2 separate regions of the Mustela erminea genome follow, and region 1 is linked to region 2. Evidence: chromatin contacts called from public Hi-C data. All regions are on one chromosome and are shown on one strand. The core of a region is the stretch at or near the end of the contact, and the rest is flanking DNA. Distances in the headings are between cores, read along the strand shown.

What was found. Hi-C and Micro-C count contacts between places; a contact is called where the count stands out from the background.
Region 1: a Hi-C map of skeletal muscle shows a contact between it and region 2, with 8 times the contacts expected there. The contact joins the enhancer-like site here to the promoter of ARID1A in region 2. A contact is called at or near these places in 3 of 3 Hi-C or Micro-C datasets (fibroblasts, skeletal muscle and spleen).

The regions. Positions count from the first base shown.
Region 1 is chr10:90,278,152-90,282,501 of mMusErm1.Pri, forward strand. No RefSeq gene overlaps it. Among named protein-coding and RNA genes, the nearest start is that of ARID1A, 57 kb to the left of the region's middle. Within about 2 kb of position 1,455, the one cell type or tissue checked has open chromatin away from gene starts, as enhancers often do. A contact at or near this core is called in fibroblasts, where this site is marked.
Region 2 is chr10:90,221,114-90,225,504 of mMusErm1.Pri, forward strand. ARID1A (AT-rich interactive domain-containing protein 1A) reads right to left here and starts at 2,091. Exons shown (of 19, transcript XM_032303444.1): 1 at 554-2,091. The coding sequence starts at 1,693.

The DNA.
Region 1 (4,350 bases), core at 205-2,704, 56 kb after region 2:
AATAGGTTTTTTTTTTAAATCGAGGAAACAAATTCCATCACAATGTTTTCAAAACCTTAAAAACTTCTCTCAAATGGGGGGAGGAATAAGAGAATTACAAGATCTAGGAGAAAACATGACACATCACGTTAAAAAGCGATTTTACATTGAACAAATAACCTCTTATCACCTCTAAGTCTAGGATCTCGAATTGGCCCTTTATCTGACGTAGTAAACACTACAGAGTTGATTTGGGGTAAATTGTTTCTATGGCTGTTGCTGACGGACTGAGGATCCCAAGGTAAAGACTGGGGGGCTGTCTTTCCAAGGTTGCTTGAAACTCTAGGAAATTGAGGGTTTATCTTTCCATTGTCAGTTATGGTTCAATCTGGGGAAGAACTCGAAGAATCCAGCCTGTTAGAACTCTGGGCCTTAACTTCCCCATCTGTAAAATGGAGCAGGCGATCGCAACTTGGAGGAAGAATTACAGGATCACAAGCTGTGGCTCTGCCAACGTGAAGGCAGCCACCCAGTCGGGGCAGGGAGTAGGCGGCGCGCGGAGGAGAGCGAGACCCGGGCAGTTCGCAGGAAGTGCTTCAGGGTTGGGAGGGGAAATAGAGGGCGGAGGCGGGAATGTGAAAGCCGAGCGCTCGCTGCGGAGTTTGTACCGGAGCTCAGGGAAGGCGGGGCGAAGCTGAGGTGAAGGGGTTAGTCAGTGGATAGGCAAGACGGGCCACCTCCCCCGAAAAGACAGGGCTGGGTGCGGGGGAAGCTCTGAGGTGGCGGCACAGGAACGTGGGGGGAGGGGGAAAGCGAACGCTCTCAGGAAAGGGGCGGGAAGCGCGCGCCACCGCGCGCATGCGCGCGCTCAGCTCTCCCCCGGCTCACAGGCCTGGGCTTCTGACCGCGCGCGGTGCGCCGACGGTGCGGACGTTAGAGAAGGAGGAGTCACGCGGCACCTCCTCGCCCTGGCGGGACCTAAGCGTCCTGCCGCGCGTACCCGTTGGCGGGTCGTCACTTTTTTCTTCAGTGGGGGTTTAGGTAGCAGGGAAAGGAAACACATTTCTCTCCCTTGCTCTTTTCGTCCTCCTCCCCCACGAAAAATGGGACGGGAGGTCCTGGGCGTGTCAGGGACAGTCCGCTCCGGGTTTTCCCGCCCACTTTAACTCCGTGTGCGCTTCGACCGCGCGGCGCTTCACTCCACCGGGCGCGCCCGAGCCCTCCGCCGGAACTCGTTCCGCCTCCCCCACACATCTTTCTCCGGCAATGCACAGTGGAAGCTCGGACCTCTTTCTCTGAGCTCCTCAGGCCAGGCTGTCACCCGCTATCATTCCGGGGTTGCGACTCTGACAGCCCCTGGCAGCTAGAATTCCCTAATAATGTTGCTCTGAGGGACTACTTGATGTCTCCGTGCGCTCGGTGGTGCGGCCGCGCTCTGAGCTCTTCCTGGAAACTCCCGCCTCGGGGAGCCAGGAGAGCCCGGCCGGGGGGAGGGGAGCGGAGGGGACGCGCACGCCCCCTGTCCCGGGAGAGGGCTCCGCACCCCCCGCCCTCCTCCCCGCGGGGAGGGGAGGGAAGGCGTGAGAGGGGGAGGGGAGGGAGCGGGGCGCGGAAACGGGGGGGGCGCGGCTTCCCGCCCCACCCCCCGCCTCGAGAACAACGGGTTCCCGCTGCTGCCCCCTGCCGCCCACAGCGCCCCGCACCCCGCGCCCCTCCCCGGCCCAGAGAGGGGCGTCGGGGGCGCCTCCGCCGCCGGGGCCGTGGGAACCGGAGCCGAGACTTACAAGAACTGACCGGTTTCCTGTCAGAAAACTTCCAGTTACTTTAGAGAAGTCGGTTGGGCCAACTTGGTCCCAGCCGGAGTTGGCCGCATTTCACTAAAGCCTGGTGACCTCCCTTCTACTTTAAAACAACGGAGAATAATCTTGGGGGAAGCAGTCGGTTGATAAAACCAAGAGCACCACCACGTTGCACCGCTCCGACTCAAAGGAAATTAAACAAAATACTGATTGTGAGGAATTTTTAAAGGGCTACCAAACAGAATGAACTCGGGTTTTTCAAGTTAAAGCCCCCACCCTTCCCCCGCAACTGTGTGTACACAAAGATTTAAGTCGTGAGCGTTTACTACAGCAGTACATCTGCTTGTAAGCTTACTTGAGTCTGTAGTCTAAAAAACCTTCGTGAACTTTTAAAAAGGCGTTTGTTTCTGAATCCAACAGGAAAAAAACCAATTCGAAAGAGCCTGAAAAAGTTCAATTAGAATAGCAGCCACATTTCAACATTTCCCAGATTTTGCAATATTAAACTGTGAGGGTTTGTGCCAAATTTTAAGGCAAGAATTCTTACTGCCAAATTACAAATTTCTCAAAATGAGGGGTGTTCAACCAAATTGCTGCCAGACCCCATAAACAGGCACTAACAGCACTGCTATAATTACACCTTATTATCTCCCTCTCAGTCTTCCTTGATTCACTGCCGGATAAAATCCTCATCCCGGGCGTCACTAGCTGGCCTTTTTCTGGGGCTGAACAATCGCACACCTCCCATTCCTCGGTTAACCCAATGCCTCTTTAGTTGTATAGTTAGTTGATCTCTATTCCATTCTTCGCAGTCCCATCTCTTCCTAAAATGTAACCCAATGGGATAGGTTATTCTCACCCCAGCTTCCCTAGGGACTGAAAAATGAAGAAGATGAAAACAAATTTATCGGAATTACCAGAAAAATGTATTCTTTGAAGAAAAGGATTTAGGCCAAAAAAACCAAGTTTGTTGTTTAACTCAAGCCCCCTACAGGGATTTAGCATAGTGGGTTGAATGCAGTTAAACCAGCTTAATCACTTTCTTTGTTCTGGGCTCTTTGCATTTATTTAATGTTGTATTTTAACACGATTTGACACAACCTATACTAATTTCTTCTGTTAGTGTAGAGTGTACATTGTAGACTATACATTAGCAAACTTAAGTTTCTGTGAAACCTTTGACATTTTGTAGAATTCCTTAGGAAACTGCTATAGGACCAAGACTTAAAAAGAGGGGTGGTTTTGAGAGGGGGTAGGGGGATAGGAAGTCATGTTTTCATTTTTTAAATCCAGAGATTTTTAAAGCACAAAAGATTGGCCATTGTAGACCACTTACTTAATTCTTTTGGTAAGGTCTGTAGTTCCACAGCCCTCACTAAGGAGTCATATTTACTCATTTTTGTCTGAAAGTTTTGTTGTTGCTGTTGTTGTTGTTTCAATAGGAAGAAAAGAAAGATAATGCTGGATCTCATCCCCGATAGATTTTAATTCTTCCAGCCTTTCTCCCTCTTCAATAACAATTCTACCCTGCTTCTCACCAGCCCCAGATTGAGGGGCATTCATTCACAAATGACTCTTGAGCCTCCTTCTGAAAGTCTGCTTCCTTATAAAGCCAAAACCTCAATACTAAGGCTCAGTGAATTAAGGCTTGTAAAGATGCAGGCGGAAAACTTAAATGCCTAGGAGAAATAATCTCCTTTCTGTTTTGGTGTTATCCAACATGAAGGAATATCTGTCCTTCACTATGTGTGAGCCGGACACTGTTCTAAGCTCTTTATACAAATTAACTCCTCGCAACAGGCCTAAGAAGTGGGTACAATTGTTGCCACTATTTTACAGATGAGGAAATTGAGACACAGAGAAGTTAAGTAACTAGCACAAGATCGCCCAGGCTGCAATCTGCAGAGTCAAGTTTTGAACCCAGGCTGCATCCATTATGCTTCTCATCATCCGACCTGGTTAGTTATCAGTTTAGCTGTCCATGGAATGAAGAGTAAGCATGCATTCACCACCTTTTGCCTTCAGATGACCAAGCTCTGGGTCGTGTTTTTTCCTCTGGAGCTCCTGTAAAGCGAAACTCGTTGAGATCTGCTTAGGAAAAGTATTTTCAAATCAAACTACTCTCTTGGCAGCCAGCCTCAGGCTGTTAGCATATGTATTGTAAATGCTAACCAGGATAGACACATCCAAATACACCAGATTCAGAACATGCCTACCTCACATTTGAAAGAAACAAGATGATTAGAAAGCAATTTGGATTCTCTGATTTTGAACTAGGTAGGATCCAGGAGGTGAAGCGGGAAGAGATGAGGTGATAGAAACCAAGAGAAAATAAATGTAACCTACGTGCCCATGCAGAGATCAGTACTATGCTACAAGGAATTGAGGATCAAGGTCATGCAGAAGAAAAGTATGTGCTCGTATAATGACGGAACCAGAAAAGGAACATAAACATCCAAACCAAGCACATGGCAAGGGAAGGCGATGGGGAGCAGGCTGCGTTTTCCCCCATATGCAGTTCAGATCAATTAAGTGGAATTTTAGACTAGATTGATCGAAATATAGCATCTGG
Region 2 (4,391 bases), core at 841-3,340:
AGATGGCCCGGGCTGCCCTGGGTGAGCCGCAGCCGGCCTCTAGCTGCCCCCAAGCAGGCCCCTGACCTCCCCCGAGGTACCCCAGAGCCCGAGGGGCCCCTCCTTGAAAGCACAGATGGGGAACGGCCTAGAGGAAGGCAGGAGGGCGGGCAGAGAGGAGCGGCAGGTGAGCAAAGAATTGTCCACTCAACCCCCGAGCTCATAGCACTGCACACCCCTAAGCTGAGCCCCCAGCACCCCCCTCACCCCGGGCCAGGCCCTTTCCCGCACATTCTGCCCTGCACCCCTCTGAAGACCCCAGGAGTTCGAAGGGACCAGGGGAGAGGGAGAAGGGGAGCATACACCTCAGGGAAAGCCCCACACAAAGGCTGAAGGAGGGAAGGAGAGGAAGGCAGACAGGCAGCCATTTTAAGAGAACAGCCAGACAATGGCAGCTCCCCAGCAGTGGGGGCCCCGGACTGGGGGTAGCCCAAGGCTGTGGCCTGCTCCCCGCAGCCGCCACCCACTCCCAGGACCCCGCTCACCCCAGCCCCCTCCCCACTCAGCTGTGTACCTGCGGGGTCCGGGCGAGCGGCTGCCCCCCGCCGCCGCTGCTCCCAGGGCTCATGGGCGCGTGGTGGCTCCTTTGTTGGGCCCCTCCCGAGGCGGCTGCTGCCGCCGCCGCCGCCGCCGCCGCAGCCCCCCAGCACTGCGAGGCCATGTCCGCCGGGCCCTTGCCGGCGCCCCCGTCCTGGGGCCCGCCGCCGTAGTCGCCCCCGGGGTAGCCCTGGTAGCCCCGGGCCGAGCTGGGCGACGTGAGCAGTTGGTTGAGGGTGGGGGTGGCGGTGGGCTGGGGGGTTCCCCCGCCGGCCGCTGAGGGGCCGCCTCCCCCCATGGCCCCGAAGCGCTGCTGAGCGAAGGACGAAGACGACGAGGAGGCGGAGGCGCTGGAGGAGGGAGGCGGCTTGGAGCCGGCGGCGGCCGCCGCGCCGGAGCCCGGAGTGCCACCTCTCGGGGAGCTCAGCGCGTAGGCCTGGGGGGGCGGGGGGTAGGCGCTGCGGTTGGGGTAGTAGGAGTTGTACTGGTGGTTTGGGAAGCCGTGGTCGTGCGAGTTCTGCTGGGGCCCCGCGTAGGGCTCCAGGCCCCCGCCGCCGCCGCCGCTCTGCAGCGCTGCCAGGCCAGGGCTTTGTTGTCCGCCATGTTGTTGGTGGAAGACGGCGGCCGCCGCGGCGGCGACGGCAGACGGGCTCCGGCCGTAGGGTTGCCCGAAGCCGTAGGCTGGGGGCGGCAAGGCGGCCGCGGCTGAGTGAGGAGGCGCCCCCACCCCATCGCTGCTGCCGCCGCCGCCGCCGCCGGGCGGCTCCGTGAGGTTATTGTTCAGGGCGGGCCTAGGGCCCGCGTTCCCGTTCGAGTTCTTCAGGTCCGGCTCCGCGCCGGGCCCGCCGCCGGCGCCGGCTCCACCGCCGCCGCCACCCCCATTGCTCTCGGCCCCGTCCTGCAGCTCCTTTCCCAGCGGCTGCGGCGGCCCCACGGCGGGGCCCTCGCTTTCCTGCCCGGCGGCTGCCTTCATTTCCCCGCGCTCGGCCGCTGCCGCCGCCGCCGCCTCGCCCCCCGCCTCCTCCCGCTGCTGCTGCTCCGCTTTCTTCAGCTCCGAGGGCGGCGGCGGCGGGTTGCCCAGGCTGCTGGCGGCGGCGGGGGCGACCTGCGCGGCCATGATCCCCGCTGTCTCGTCCGCGGAGAGACCCGGCCCTGTCTTCGTCTTCTCCCCCCCTCCCACCCCGCCCCGGGGCCGAGTCCCCCGGGCTGCCCTCCCCACCCGCCCGGGCGGGCCTCGCGGGGCTCCGCTGCTGCGCGGCGCTCGCTCGCTCGCTCCTCTCCCCCCCGCCCCGCCGGCTCAGGCTCCGGGCTGGCGGCGGCGGAGGAGGAGGAGGCGGCGGCGGCCGAGGCGCCGGCGGCTCAGCTGCTCCCGGCTCTGTAGGCTCGGGACCCGGCTCTCCCGGCTCATTCCCCCCAAGCCCTTGCCTGGGAATGAGGGGGGCGGTGGAGGCTCCGCTCCCCAGGGCCTGGCCCCGCTGTGACTCTCCGCTTTCTGCTGCCGGAGAAAGGAGGAGGGAGGGAGGGAGGGAGGGAGGCGAGGGGGAGGGGGCGGGGAGGGAGGGAGGGAGCGGGGGGAGGGGGACCCGGGACGGGCGGGCTGGAGGGCGCGCGGCAGCAGCCCGGGCGCCGGGAGGCAGAGTCGGAGCGCGGACCCGGCCGGGCGCCCTGCCTCCCCTCCCCGGCCGCGGCGCGGGCCGAGGCTGCTGCGCGGCAGCGGGCTGGCGAGCGGGCGGGCGGCCGGACTGAGCGGCTAGAGCGCCCCACTCTCCTCCGAGTCCCCCTCACTCCGACACGAGGCTCAGCACTGCCATTTTACCCAGCGCCGTCGCGGCCGCCTGGCAAACCCGGAACGGAGCGCGGAGCGGGTGCAGGCCATGGAACGGACTCGCTCCCTTCCCCTCACAAAGGAGGAGGGGAGAGAACGAGCCGCGGCGGCGGCAGGCCCTCTGCCGCTTTCGCTCGGCAGCGCCGCCGCCGAAGGCTTCGGGGAAAACCCGGCCCGGAGCCCACGCCTCTCCGGAGCCTGCGCCGCCTTCCTCTTGGCGTTCCTATCCGGGTCGGTCCCCTCCAGGCCGCACAGAGGGGAGCGGGCAGCGTGAACTTTACTCGCGGCTGCAAAATTGGCCTGAGCCCGAGACCGCGGCTGCCTCGGCCCAGGCCTGACCCCCTGGCAGCGGGCCTGGTCTCTTGGCTGCTACTTAGCACCTCTACAGCACTTTTCTTCAAAGCCTTTTACAAACCCGCTCTTAAAGACCCAGCTGAGTGAACGAGCAGGGCCTTACATTTTACCCCCTTTGCAAGCCCAAAGGAGTGACAGATCATTGTTCAGACTTTCCGTTTTTCCACTCCCCTCCCTCATTAGCCAGGCCTCATAAGGCCCTGGGGGCATGAGGTTCCGATTATCCCCATTTTATAGAATTGAAGACGGAGGGGAAGGGACTGCCCTGTCAGTCAAAGCACAGAGGAGGGTGATTTTTAAAAGCAGCAGAGTCCCCGTCCATTAAGCCTTAAAAGAAAAAAAAAAAAAAAAAAAAGCCGTCAAGTCCTCCCACATTCAACAATGTGATCAGAATATAAGAATGGGTTTGAGATCAAAGCTGAAAGCAGATCATCTCAACCTTAGATTATCTCAACACTAACATAAAATGACCACCATTGAAGCTATTTTGGGGACATATGACAGCCTTCTAGCAGGAGAACCCAAGGCCAATTTTTCCTCTTAAGAGAACTTAGGCCACAATGATCATAGCCCCAGTCTCTGAAGATAATACCTGTAAGACTGTGAACACTTGACACAAGAGGCTCCAGGGACTGAGGGAAACTGAGTGTTCAAAGGAACCACGGCAGAATGGGGATGGCCACAGAGAGGCCAACCATTTTCTCCTTATTTAAAGAGAGAAAAGGGGCAGTCTAACAGGTCACTTAAAAAATGGATGCAACCAAATTGTTTTCAACCCCCCAGTGTAAAGATTCTTCAAAGTTTACTATTATATTTCAAAAGGTGCCAGTTGAGCTAGAAACATACATAGAAAACTCTAGATCTCCAGCCCTACCAAATCCCAGCAGCAGCTTTTTCCGCCTCAAGCTGATTTGGAATGCTCTGACGTGACAGGCTGCAAAAGCCAGAGGGGATTCCAGCTCCTCACCAGGCCCAAGGCTGCCTTGGGAGAGGCCCAGGCCAGTGTAGTCACTAGACACCAGGGCCTCTTTTCCCCTCAGATTTTATAAATGGAGACGTCATAGCCACAGATTCATTATCTTAGAACTTCCAGATCCTGCAGGCCCCTTGGACAAACTCTGGTCATGCCGCTGGTCACCGTGAATAATTAAAAAAACCTGAAGTCATTCCTACTCTGAAGAAAACTTAATATCATCTTACACTAAAAAGACAAAACCTTTCTGTTAATCTAAGCCTGGTGGGTTCCCCCCCCCCCCCCTCAAGTCAAGAACCAAACTACCAGGCTCTGACCGACTGGAATGGGCCAGTGCCCTCCTTTCACTCACAGTCCTCAGGGGCAACTACTCTCCCGGTGCATTAGGTCCTAGAAACCAAATTATAGGCTGCCTCATAAATGGAGCTTGGCTATTTAATCAACTGCTTCTGAGCTGGCAAACAGTCCTGAGTCCTGCACACAAATGAGGAATTTTTACATGCAATTACCCTGCCATTTTCCTCAGAGCTGGAGTGTAATGGGAAACCTGGAGCCTAGTGAAAATCTGGAAGCCAGAATGGATTTGTCTCCAGAGAAAGCCCTCATCCCCCTTATTTTCAATGGCAGTGAAATTTGAAAAGTGCCAAAATCCCTTTCCTACAC